Regions from separate parts of the Rattus norvegicus genome. Here region 1 is linked to region 2. Evidence: chromatin contacts called from public Hi-C data. All regions are on one chromosome and are shown on one strand. Each heading gives the region's core, a stretch centred on a gene start, on an enhancer-like site or on the middle of the called end of the contact. The rest is flanking DNA. Distances are from core to core; before and after follow the strand shown. Region 1 holds the start of Gab1 (GRB2-associated binding protein 1). Region 2 has its middle 61 kb from the start of Gab1.

Evidence for each region. Hi-C and Micro-C count contacts between places; a contact is called where the count stands out from the background.
Region 1: a Hi-C map of liver shows a contact between it and region 2, with 1.8 times the contacts expected there. The contact joins the promoter of Gab1 here to the enhancer-like site in region 2. A contact is called at or near these places in 7 of 12 Hi-C or Micro-C datasets (the A7r5 cell line, the Rat2 cell line, kidney and 3 more) and 1 of 1 datasets of contacts at active chromatin or transcription factors (oligodendrocytes).

What each region holds. Positions count from the first base shown.
Region 1 is chr19:44,032,528-44,038,323 of GRCr8, forward strand. It overlaps Gab1 (GRB2-associated binding protein 1), which reads left to right and starts at 3,166. Exons shown (of 10, transcript NM_001108444.1): 1 at 3,166-3,518. The coding sequence starts at 3,447.
Region 2 is chr19:43,971,357-43,977,215 of GRCr8, forward strand. No RefSeq gene overlaps it. Among named protein-coding and RNA genes, the nearest start is that of Gab1, 61 kb to the right of the region's middle. Within about 2 kb of position 2,420, at least 4 of the 93 cell types and tissues checked have an H3K27ac peak or open chromatin away from gene starts, as enhancers often do. A contact at or near this core is called in liver, where this site is marked.

The sequences.
Region 1 (5,796 bases), core at 1,916-4,415, 62 kb after region 2:
GACAAGAGAGACCATGTCGGCCCTTCTGCTCTGTGGTGTGCCAGTGTCACACAGTGTGTAGACATTTGCTATGTGAATAAAACCCGGCCTATTCATATGTAATACCATTGCCAATTGTTTACTTATTTATTCATTCATTTTTTTGAGACAGATTCTCACACAACCTCAGCCTCCTCAATGCTGATTAGAAGCATGAGCTTCTAATTACACTACATTATATTATACTAGTGGATTTTATAATGCACATACACAAAATATGATTCAATGATGTGAAAGTAGGATATAGGTAAGAATATAGGTTTTTTCCTACAACAATGTGTGGTAGTTTGAATATGCACGGCCCCCATAGACTCATGTGTTTGAATGCTTAGCGCACAGGGAGTGGCACTATTAGGAGGTGTGGCCTTGTTGGAGGAGGTGTGGCCTTGTTGGAGGAGGTGTGGCCTTGTTGGAGGAGGCGTGGCCTTGTTGGAGGAGGTGTGGCCTTGTTGGAGGAAGTATTCGTGTGTTTGGAGGCGGAGCTTTGAGGTTTCTTGTGTTCAAGCTATGCCTTATGATCTCTCTCTGCCTGTGTACTATGTGGAGGCGTATCTCATGGGCTCAAACATAAATCTAAGGCAATACTTTTAAAAATATTTATTTTATGTGTGTACATGTTTTGCTTACATGTATGTCTGTGAACCATGTGCATCTTGGTAACTATGGTGGCTGGAAAAGGATGTCTGATCCTCTGGGACCGTATAGGTATTAAGAGTCAAATCCAGAACTTCTGGAAGAGCAGCCAGTGTTTTTAATCCCAGAGCCATTTTCCAGGGCTCAGTGTCACACTTTAAATTCATCTTCTTTTTTCGAGACTAGTTTTTATACTCTATCTAGCCTAGGCTGACCTAGAACTCACAGTAATCCTCCTGTCTCAGTTTCCCAAGTACTGGGACTACCGGAGTAAGCTGCCAAACGCACGTATAGATTTCTGTGTATAAAAATGGAAGATCTGAAACCCATTTGGATTAAAGCTCTATTTGAAATTCCAAACGCTGAGTAAGACCAGATAGATTATACCTTTCCATTTGACAAGCACCTGTGGCAAAGATAAAGGGCATTGTCTCTTCTCATATGCCAAGGCTTTTGTCTTATTACCTAATTCTCTTTTCTTTCTTTCATTTCTTCACTCCGGTCTCCATTTCTCCCTCTGTTCGTTCGCTCTTTCTCTCTCTCTCTCTCTCTCTCTTTCTTTCTCTTTCTTTCTTTCTTTCTTTCTTTCTTTCTTTCTTTCTTTCTTTCTTTCTTTCTTTCTTTCTTTCTTTCTTTCTTTCTTTCTTTCTTTCTTTCTTTCTCTTTCGCCCTGCTCTGTCTCCTCAGGTCTGGGATTGCAGGGGCTCCACCAGGCCAGGCTTCCAGCACTTTCCCCTCTCTACAACCTACAATGTTTCCGATTCAGAACACGCATTTATTTTTTTTTTTGGTTCTTTTTTTTTTTTTTCGGAGCTGGGGACCGAACCCAGGGCCTTGCGCTTCTTAGGTAAGCGCTCTACCACTGAGCTAAATCCCCAGCCCAGAACACGCATTTAATAGGAAAGCCCCAAACTCTTACTTCTCAGAAATGCATGTTTATCTATTTGTATGTTCACACAAGCCCTCCTTTTGAGACAGGGTCTCTCTACATAGTCATGGCCGTCCTAAAACTCACTTTGTAGACAAAACTGGCCTTAAACTCAGAAATCTGCCTGCCTCTGCCTCCCAACGCTAGAATTAAAGGCACACATCACCACGCCCAACTCTTCAGAGTATTTATCTGATTATGTCGCCTCCTAAAGTTTGTTCCAAAGCTTTGTTTCAAGCACACCAGGAGGAAGAGCTCGATTACAAGACTTTCTTAAACTCGGCCCAGGTGTAATAACTGTAAACCACACACGAAGGCAAATAGAATTAGGTATCCAGTACGATTTTGTTTCCTGTCCAACATCCCAGGGCAGGTTTTAAGCAAACACAAACCTACTGGAAGAAACAGCCCATGAATGGAGGTAGTGTGAGACTTTTTCCTGCCTCAGAGATACATGCAACTGATTGCTTTGAGGAGGCTAAGAGGCCACACCACTCCTGGGTCAGGCCCTAGTCACCCAGGAGGTCCCCCTTGATCTCTGGGTGCACAGTGAGGGTTCTGGCGCGTTCCTGGTCCGGGGGTCGCAGGCCTTCAGTCTTGAGCAACTAGGACCCGCTCAAGTGGGTTCTTCTTCCTGACTGGGCTCTCTTTTCAGGCTGTCTAGTAAGGAAAACCCTCCGAAACTCTAGATCACTAGGGAACAGCCGAGTACAAACTTCTGACACCGGGGGTTGTCAAGATGGCAAACTCAGACAGAGCTGGCGAGTGTGCCCGGCACTCCCGCGCTCACACTGGGGTGGCGCTGCGTTCCCGGAGACCGCCGTCTTCCCCAGCGCTCGGGCCCGGGGCGGCAGGGACCCCAGCGCGCCGGCTGACTACAGATCCCAGGGTGCCTCTGCCATCTCGCTCCCTCCCAGCGCCGGCCCCGCCTCCCCAGCCCTTGTTGTTTTGGCTGGAAGCGCTCCGGAGGAGTTTCAGAGAAAGTCTGGGCAGAAGCTAGAGGCGACCGATCGTGGGAAGGGGAGGCAGAAAGGCCAGAAGGAGGAGGGCTGGAGCCCGGGCCGCGCCTCCCCGAACCCGCCGCGCGCCCCCGGGGTGGGGGAGGAGCGCAGGGGACGGGACAGAGGGGTCCCTCCCCAGAGCAGAGCCGCCCTGAGCTTCGTCCCTGCGCTGATCCCCGCCCTCATCCGAGGCTGGTGCGCAGACCCACCCTCCCGCCGCGGACCCGCGACCTCCCCGACGCCCGGCGACGCCCCGGTCCTCGCCGCTGGTCCCCGAACTCTGTAGGCGGCTCGGGACCTGCCCCTGAGCCGGCTGCCACCCGGACGCCGCACGCCTTTCCAGGCGCCCTTTTCCGAGCAGAGGGAAGAAGATCGAGCCCCTCTCAGTGTGAAAGCGCCAGCGGGCGGAGCGGAGCGGACACCGCGCACGGGCATTGTGTGTGCGCGTGCAGCGTGGGGTCCGCAGCGGGGAGAGACCGCGGGAGGTCCCGTCCTCAAGGGGCGGAGCGCAGGGCTTCCAGCTCCCGGCTCCCTGTTCGGGCAGAGTCCCAGCCGAGCCCGACCGCTGCCTAGGCGGCGGGACGGTGCGCCTGGCGGCCAGGAGGGTGCACTGAAAGAAGGCCGGAGAGACCTGGTCCCCGCGGTTCCCGATCGGGTTCCTCTTCGGTCCGCGGATCTGCGGGAGAGAGGTTCGATCGCCAGCACAGGGCGCGGGGAGCCGGGCCGCCCCGTCGGGGGAATCTGCGACGTCCTCTGGGCTGCGTGTGCTCGCTGTGCCCGGAGCGCGTCCGCTGTGTCCACCAACCCCTCCGGTGCCTGGTCCTCCAGCCCTCACGGCGTGCACCATGAGCGGCGGCGAAGTGGTTTGCTCGGGATGGCTCCGCAAGTCCCCCCCGGAGAAGAAGTTGAAGCGTTATGTAAGTACAGGTCAGGGCACCGTCGGCCGCGGTGCAGCAGCCTGCGCGCCGGGCAGGCTCTTCCAGGAATCCCGTCCTCCTCTTCCTCGATCCCTCTCTCGGCCGGCGGGCTCCGGACCCGGTGCAGTTCAGTCCCACCCTGACGTCCACTCGGCGGCCAAACTTTCTCTCTCCGTATTGCAGACCGCCTTCCTTGCAGGCCTTGTCTGTTAGAGGAGCCCAGTTTTCCAGCTCAAAGCTGGCTGCATAGTTTAGTTGTTGATTCCATTTAGCAAGGGCGGGGTGAAACGGGGAGACAGAACCTTCTTTTATTATGTATATTAGATTCTCACGATGCTGTTAAATCTCCCTTCACCCGGCTCTCCGTGAGTAGTAGTACTCACAGGTTCTCGATTGGGTCCGCGTCCGCTCTCCTTTGCGTCTCCAGGAGGTGGAGGGAAGTGAACCGTGGACACAAGAAGTGGATAATAAAGGCAAACTTCTCAAAATATTCGCTCAAGGGAAAGGAAAAAAAAAAGTTCTTACGAGCCCTACCGTCTGCTTAGCAGGGTTCACATTTTCGTGGTTTTGCTTTGAGGGACACTGGATTTTGGCCTGAGAACCCTGGCGGTTTGATGCGACAGGAGGGCGCTGGGGGGAGCCTGGTGGCTGGTGTTTGGGCTTCTTAGACGCACTGTCAAGCCCCGCAGGAGGGGACAGCTGAAGCCAACAGGGATTTCTTGGTGTTGGGGATTCTTTTCCCGGGCTCCAGAACGGCTTAACTGGTATTTGCGTAATTGATTCAAGATGCTGATTGTGAGTTGACTGTGTTCACTGGTAGGAAAACTGTATCTTGAAGGAACCTATAATAGTTGAGTGAAAATCTGTATCCTCATCAGGAGTCTGGGATCTTAAGCCCTGCTTCAGATCAGCTAATTTTACCATGTCCCCTGCCAGGAAAGAAATGACACTTTGTCCTGGTATTTGAAGCAAATATTTTTAGGGTAAAAATGTGTTTTTCAAAAGCAAACCGTGTACCCACTTAGGTAGAGCTTACTACCTGTTTTGATGAAACCTGTTTCTGGTGGGAGGGGAGCCTACACCGAGTACCATCTGATTACTCGCTTGCATGAGACAGGACAATATTTATTTTCACGAAGCTCACCAGCGAGTTTCTGGCTTACCTTCTGGTAGAATTTATTACAGTCAAGTAATTTCATTGAAAGATGTGATTTGACAAATTGTCAGAGGTTCCCCAAAGATGTCTCTCCATCTGTCACGCTTTGCCTGGATTTCTCGGTAAAGATGGCCACTTGATTCCAAAAATTCGAGAGTGGCAGTGGTGTCTTCGGGATTAGCTCTGAAGAGACGATTGTGTGTGAAGAGATGAGGGGTGAGGAAATAAAGATACGGCACTATTTAGGAAAGACGTTTTTAGGAATCTTGAGGAAACTAAAGTACAGTATATTTGCTGGAGTGCAGTTCAGGGCACTCGTTCACCTTACTTTATGGCACAGCAGACGTGCTGAGTTCTGTACGAGTTACCAGCCACGAGGTAAGGAGAAAAGCCTTGCAGGAAGAAAAATCGACAGCTAATAAAGGACAAACAAAATAAAAACTGGGCAGGCGGTATATGCCTCCAGCACTCCAGAGACAGAAATGGGAGGCTCCGTGGCCAGACTCGTCTCTGTAGCAAATTCCAGGCTACCTAGGAACATGTCTCAAAAACAAAACACACAAACACAAAAACAAAGTACAGTTGATTATAAAAATATTAATAATAAATACACATGAAGAAATCAACTGTGTGGGAATATATGATTCTATATATTTACATGTCTCATTGTATGACCACAGCAATTTTCTCCCATTCAAGTCCCAATCATTCCAAACCCTGGTAGCTTCTGAATCAGGGAAGAGTGGGTGAATTCAGGGGTTGGGGGTCTGCGAAATGTGAAGCTCAGATTGAGTCATCAAGTCTTTCCAGTATATACTTTCTCTGAATTAGGCGAGAACTCAAGGAAGAAGAACCAATCAGATACACAGTGCCCCAGCCTTTGCTCCTAAGTAGCTTTTAAAGTTTTGGGGAACAACAGAGTCTTAAAGCAAGTGCAGAGAAAGTCAGCCAGAATGCAAAGTGGTTTCTATCTGTGTGTCTGAGTTGAGTGGTGTTGATTTTTATAGATGCCTTCAGGAGAAAACTCAGTCCCTAAATTGTGTTTCAGTAAGCAGGGTGTGGGGGGAAGCCAAGGAATTTCTTGCTTGGTGGAGAACTAGTGGTTTCCTTGCGCGTGTGTGT
Region 2 (5,859 bases), core at 1,170-3,669:
TTACACCAGATCTCTCCCTTGCACCCCAAATGCCAGGGCCACAGCCTCTTCTGACACAGGACAACTTGGTGGTGTGGACCACGGCATCAGCCAAGAGGCTGCCTGGAAAAAGCCTGCTTCTGTCCCCCCCTCCTCTTGGTTTCCTTTGTCTCTTTCTTTCTGCCTCCTTCCCTTCTTTTTTCTTTTTTCTTTCTCTTTCTTTCTGAAAACAAATGTGTTTTCCTTACTTTTAACCTTAGCGTTTTTAGTTTTACTATTGTAGCTTGCTGTCCATTCGTTTGAGATAGGGTCTACTACCTTGCTCTGGCTATTCCAGAACTCATTCTGTAGACCAGGCTAGTCTCGAACTCACATAGATCCATCTGCCTTGGCCTCCCGAGGACTGGAACTGAAATGTATGCCACCACCACACCCTGCTATAATTTTACATTTTAGATTGTGTGTGTGTGTGTGTGTGTGTGTGTGTGTGTGTGTGTGTGTGTGTAGGTCAGAGGACAAGATGTAAGGGTTATTCTCTCCTTCACTTCAAGTACAAAGGGAAGCTCAAACACAGGCTGACAGGGTTGGTAGCAAATACCTTTACTCACCCAACCATCCTGTCTCTGCTGCCTTTTTTTGTGGGATTTAATTTTACTTCATTGCTTTCACCAAGGTGCCCTTATTTTCAGTGGTTAGTGAAAATTCCATTTTTCAATTCTGTTTGTGTACACGTGTTCACATGTAGCCACAAATGTGTGTCTGTGTGTGCATGTGTGTGCATGCATGCATGCCTGTGTGTGTATGTGTGTGTTTATGTCTGTGTGCATGTGTGCGTGCCTGTGTGTGTGTCTGTGTGTGTGTCTGTGTGCATGCATGAGCACCTGTGTGTGTGTGTGTGTGTGTGTGTGTGTGTGTGTGTGTAAGTCACAGTAGACATCAGGTATCTTCACCCATCATTTTCCACCTTCTATTTTGAGACAGGGTCTCTCACTGAACCCGGAGCTCATGAATTCAGCTAGAGTGGCTGGTTAGTGAGTACCAGGAATGTCCTGTCTCTGCCTTCTCACTCCTGGGACTACAAACACACATATCTACATCTGGCTTTTTACACTGACGCTGGGGATTCAAACATTTTACTAAACAAACCACATCCTCACCACCCTCCTTCACTGCCCCTCAACAAGCAGACCATACACAACACTAATGAGACGACCACTGGTCTGCTATTGGCAAATAGCAAATGACATAAACTTTTGTGTGGAAGAAATTACCTGAAGAAAAAAGTAACAAAGCTAATGTTTCTATGTTCTGCAGTCAGGTTTACATTGAAAATTAGTGAGAAATTCCCCAGAAGGACCTTGTTGGATTTTGATGAAATATTTTATAGAAACATGATAAGACAGTAACAGAGTCCGAACGGATTCGTTGTGAATTCTCTGTCCTCAAGAGTTAATAGCTCCCTTGGTGGAAAATGCAATCACTGTAGTCTGCATCATTTTTCTTGGTCCTCAGAGAATTCAGTAACAGCAAATATCATTAAGGGAGGGGGTGTTCACACCCTTAAATGAATTACAGTGGCTGTGCTCTCTGATCCAATTAGCAAAGCCGTTACCCTCTGAGGTTGCTCAGAAGCCAAAACAAATTGCTAAAACCAAAAACAGGGATTCCCAAAGGCCCCCGGACGGTCTCTGAGTTGAAAATGCAGTTTTTTGTTTTGTTTTGTTTTGTTTTTCCTTCCTGACTTAAGCACCAGGATCCTAACCCCTGATTATTACTTTTTTGTTATATGGCTTTTTTGTTTTCCAATCACCAAACGCTATTCAGGATTTTCCACAGGAAGCAGCCCCTTAGTAACAGGAAGATTTTGTTAAATAAATAAATAAATAAATAAATAAATAAATAAATAAATAAATAAATACTAAAAAGAAGAAGAGCCTCTCCTTTCAGGAAAAAGGAGGATGGGCTGTAGAACAGGAAGCTCTCTCACACTGCACTGCCTGTCTGCAGGCCACGAAAGCAATTTCCCCTAAATCAGCTCCCTTGTTCCCATAAATTAGCAATTAACCCCTTTGGGTGACCACTAGCCCGGCCATTTTCATCTCTTCCTAGTCTTTATCTTCATGACCTATACTGCTGTTAGTTATTTGGTCGTTAATCTTTCACACCACAGCACTGCATGTTCTTGTGGGAATCAGCAGCTCTTCCAGGGCTCACCGGCAGCCCCTGCCACAGCTGGGGTACATCCGAGTCTTGCTTTGTGTTTGGGTTGGTACTGAGGATCTGACCCGGGCTTTGATTCTGCCAGGCAAGCTCTCCTTAGCTGAGCTACCTCCCCAGCGCTAGAATTCATCGTTGAATAGTATCTTCTCTAGCCTGTCAGGTTTTGTGTTAGGGGCAGGGGAGACTGGGATGGGGGAGGGGCGGTGTTCTTCTCCTGTCCTAGAGTTGCCTAGGCTGAGTAGGCAGTGTCACTGCATAAGCACCACTCCTGGGGCCTCTGCTCCCCTGCTGTGAGGGTGTCAGATGTACTACTGCTAAGTGAACATGTGATGTCTTTGTTAGGGGCATCGTGTCCGAGGTTGAACCTGAGTAGTGTCCATTAACCTGTCTTCACAAGACAAGCACTCTACATACGTACCGAACTAAAAGGGACCTCCCTGAAGGTCTCCATGATGTGCAGCCTGAACCGGAGGGACCTCCTTCCTCCGACTTCCAAAGTCAATGACCTGGACTTAGGAACCTGTGTTTCTGGCATGTTCCTAGGGCTAAATGTTTGTTTATTCTAACATCTTCGCCATCCAGGACAGGTTCAGTGTACTGGACCAGAAAATTAAAATACACAGCCAGTGCATGGGGGGGCCTTGTTCTAGCACGCACGCCACTGAGTAGCAAATTTAAAGATCACCTAAATGTGGAGAGGAAATGGGGTTTACCAAAGTAAAACCCCAAATATCAGCGGATGACCCACAAGCCAGTGACAGCCGTGAACTTAGTGTTGCTTCCAAGAGGCTCGGCCTACAGTCCAGGTAACTTAGAGGCGATGACAGTCAGACAAGGGGGGAAAGATCAGGCTGACTTTTCTTTGTGGTTGTTTTGGGACTACTGTTAAGCCAAAGAACACTGTTCCAGTTGTGCAAAGCTGTTCAAAGGCTAAAAGACTTGGTGGAAGTGCTTGGAACACTCCTCGGGCAGGAGGTCGGACTTAGTTGGTAGAGAGTCTGGCTGTCTGGCCGTCTGAATGAAGCAGTCAGCATGGACAAAGCCCTAGGTTCAGTTCCCCACATCACATCTACCCGGCCTCAGTACACACACAGCAAGCTCCACAAGGCATGCTGAGGTAGGAGGATTGTGCACCCAAGGCCAGGTACTAACCATGGTTCTCTGGAGAAAGAAAACCCATAGGGTGAAAATATGCTAAATCAGCATATATTATGAGAGTAACAACAGGTGTCTCACCTAAGAGGCTAAGTGCCCCATAGTTGTTTTGTCCCTAGCAGCTAGAAGTGGTCCCACAGTGGCTTCCTCGTCCTGGAGAGGCCAGTGACCCAGTAGCCTCTCAGTTTACAAGGCCGGAGCCTTGACAGTTCCAATCTGATGCCCTCTGATGCCAAAACTCTGGAAGTTTCCGAGAGCTGTTGGTCTTAGTTCACAGTGGAAGCCTGGACGTGCTGGTGCTGATTACCAGGAAGAACCAGGAAGGAATCAGCCAAAGAAACAACAGGGTAAATTAACTCACTAGAAAGAGGGACACCCAAGCAAACAAAAGGTAATTAATTTTCCTTCTGCCGAGCCTTCCTTTAATCTGCTACACATAGGCTTGGAGTGAGTCTTCCACATCAGTGAAGGCGATCAGGGCAACTCCTCAGGTAATGCTCCCTTCTTGATGATTGTAATGTGTGGCCAAGTTAGTATTAAAACCAACCATCACACTGGACTACATCAAAAAAGAAAGAGGGAGGGGAAGGGAGGGAGGGAGGGAGGGAGGGAGGGAAGGAGGGAGGGAGGGAGACCCTGACTTTATTGGGCATGGTGCCTTCTTGGGATCCTAGAATTTGGAAGGACAAGACAGAAGGATACACACTGAAACTATGTCTTAAAAAAAGGGGAGGGAGGGAAGAAGGCAGTTAATTGGCTAAAGCCAAGAAAAATCAGAGGTGGAGAATGAATAATTGTTTGAGAAGGATTTTAATGCAGGTATCATAAGAATATCTCCACTATCAAGAATAAATTATCCTGAAACAAAAAGTTGAAAATCTTAGTCAAGAAACAGAAGACATTAGGAAACGGAAAATACTGTGACAGAAAGGGGGTCAAAAGTGAAACTCAACAGGGTTGGCGTGGACAGAGAAAGCATAGAAGCTTGAGCCTCTGGCCTTCCTTAGCACTCAGTTCGTGTCACTGAACTGGAAGGGCTCGCTGCAGAAGTATTTGAAGAGATAATATTTGAAAATCCTCTAAGCTAGGTAAATGACTCGAAGGTACAAGAGGAGGAGACAAACTCAGGATGCAGTTAGCCCTAAAAGTCCTGACAAACAACACCAACAGCATCATCCATCGAAAGCTGGCAAAGGGGGTTGGGGATTTAGCTCAGTGGTAGAGCGCTTGCCTAGCAAGTGCAAGGCCCTGGGTTTGGACCCCAGCTCCGAAAAAAAGAAAAAAAAGAAAAAAAAAAGAAAGCTGGCAAAGGGAGATGCAGGTGATACAAAAAATAAAATAACGCCATCACTAAAAGACACCTGAGGAGTGTAAAAGGCAGGCAGGGAGCTGCCGAGATGGCTGGGCCTGGGGCGTAAGAGAACTTGTTCTTATAGAGAGAAGTCTTGGATAAGAGTGGCCCCCGTAGGCTCATTTGTTTGAATGCTTGATTCCCAGTTCGTAGGACTGTTTAGGCCCTAGCTTTACTCGTTAGTATAACCCCAGCCCCAAAATAAAAATAAAAAATAAAAAGCGTCAACACCAAATTCTAGCAAGAACAAAGAGAAACTAGATCATTTACATATTTTGTAAACTTCGAAAAGACCATCAACTGCTGTCTTGATTAAAAACTCCAGCTAGCTGCAACAGGAAACCACAATTAGTTTTCTGCTGATCCTGTCAGCCAGACCAGGAGAAATTAAAGTGAAGGCACCCACCCCCACCCCTTTCCTCAGCCAAGCTGCCGGCAAGTAGACAAGGCTGCTGAAGTATCCAGGAAATACCTCAAAAGAGGAAGACACCAGCTTTTAAAATGTGCAGAGTTCATCTAGGTCATAGGTCATGGGGGAGTGGCCAGCAAAAAAATGGTCACTTCTCCAATTTGATTTGGACAAGACTCTGGGGGTGGGGTTGAGGGTCGGTGAGGACAGCCTTGGGGAACTGCAGCAAATCATCCAAAGGCAGATCCAAGGGAGGATGACCTAAAAGTCCAGCAGGTAGAAGATGCACTGAAAATCAGTCTCCATCAGTCAATTTCCATGAACCAACTGCTACTCTGTAATTTCCCAGGTCTTACAGTAAAAATGTGTGCACACTCTTTGACTCACGACTGTCCTGTATACGTCAGCTCGGCACGTGCATTCCTTCCTGTTTGCAGCAAGCAAAAAAATTAACTGTGATCCTCAACCTTTTTACCAGTGGCAGCCAGAACGTGCTGGGCATTGCCTCAGAACACCCCCGTCCCTGCCCCCATAGGTCCATCTTCTGCTCCTTCCTTGCCCTGATGACGTCTATGACCCACAGGATCCCAGCAGAACTGGAAGAAACAGAAAGGCAGGGGGGAGGGCTAGGGGTGTAGGTCAGTGAAAGAATTGCTTGCCTAGCATCCAAGAAGCTGTGTGCTGTGGGTTCCACCCCCAGCACCATACTTCAGGCATGATGGCTCAGAGCCTCAAAATCAGTCAG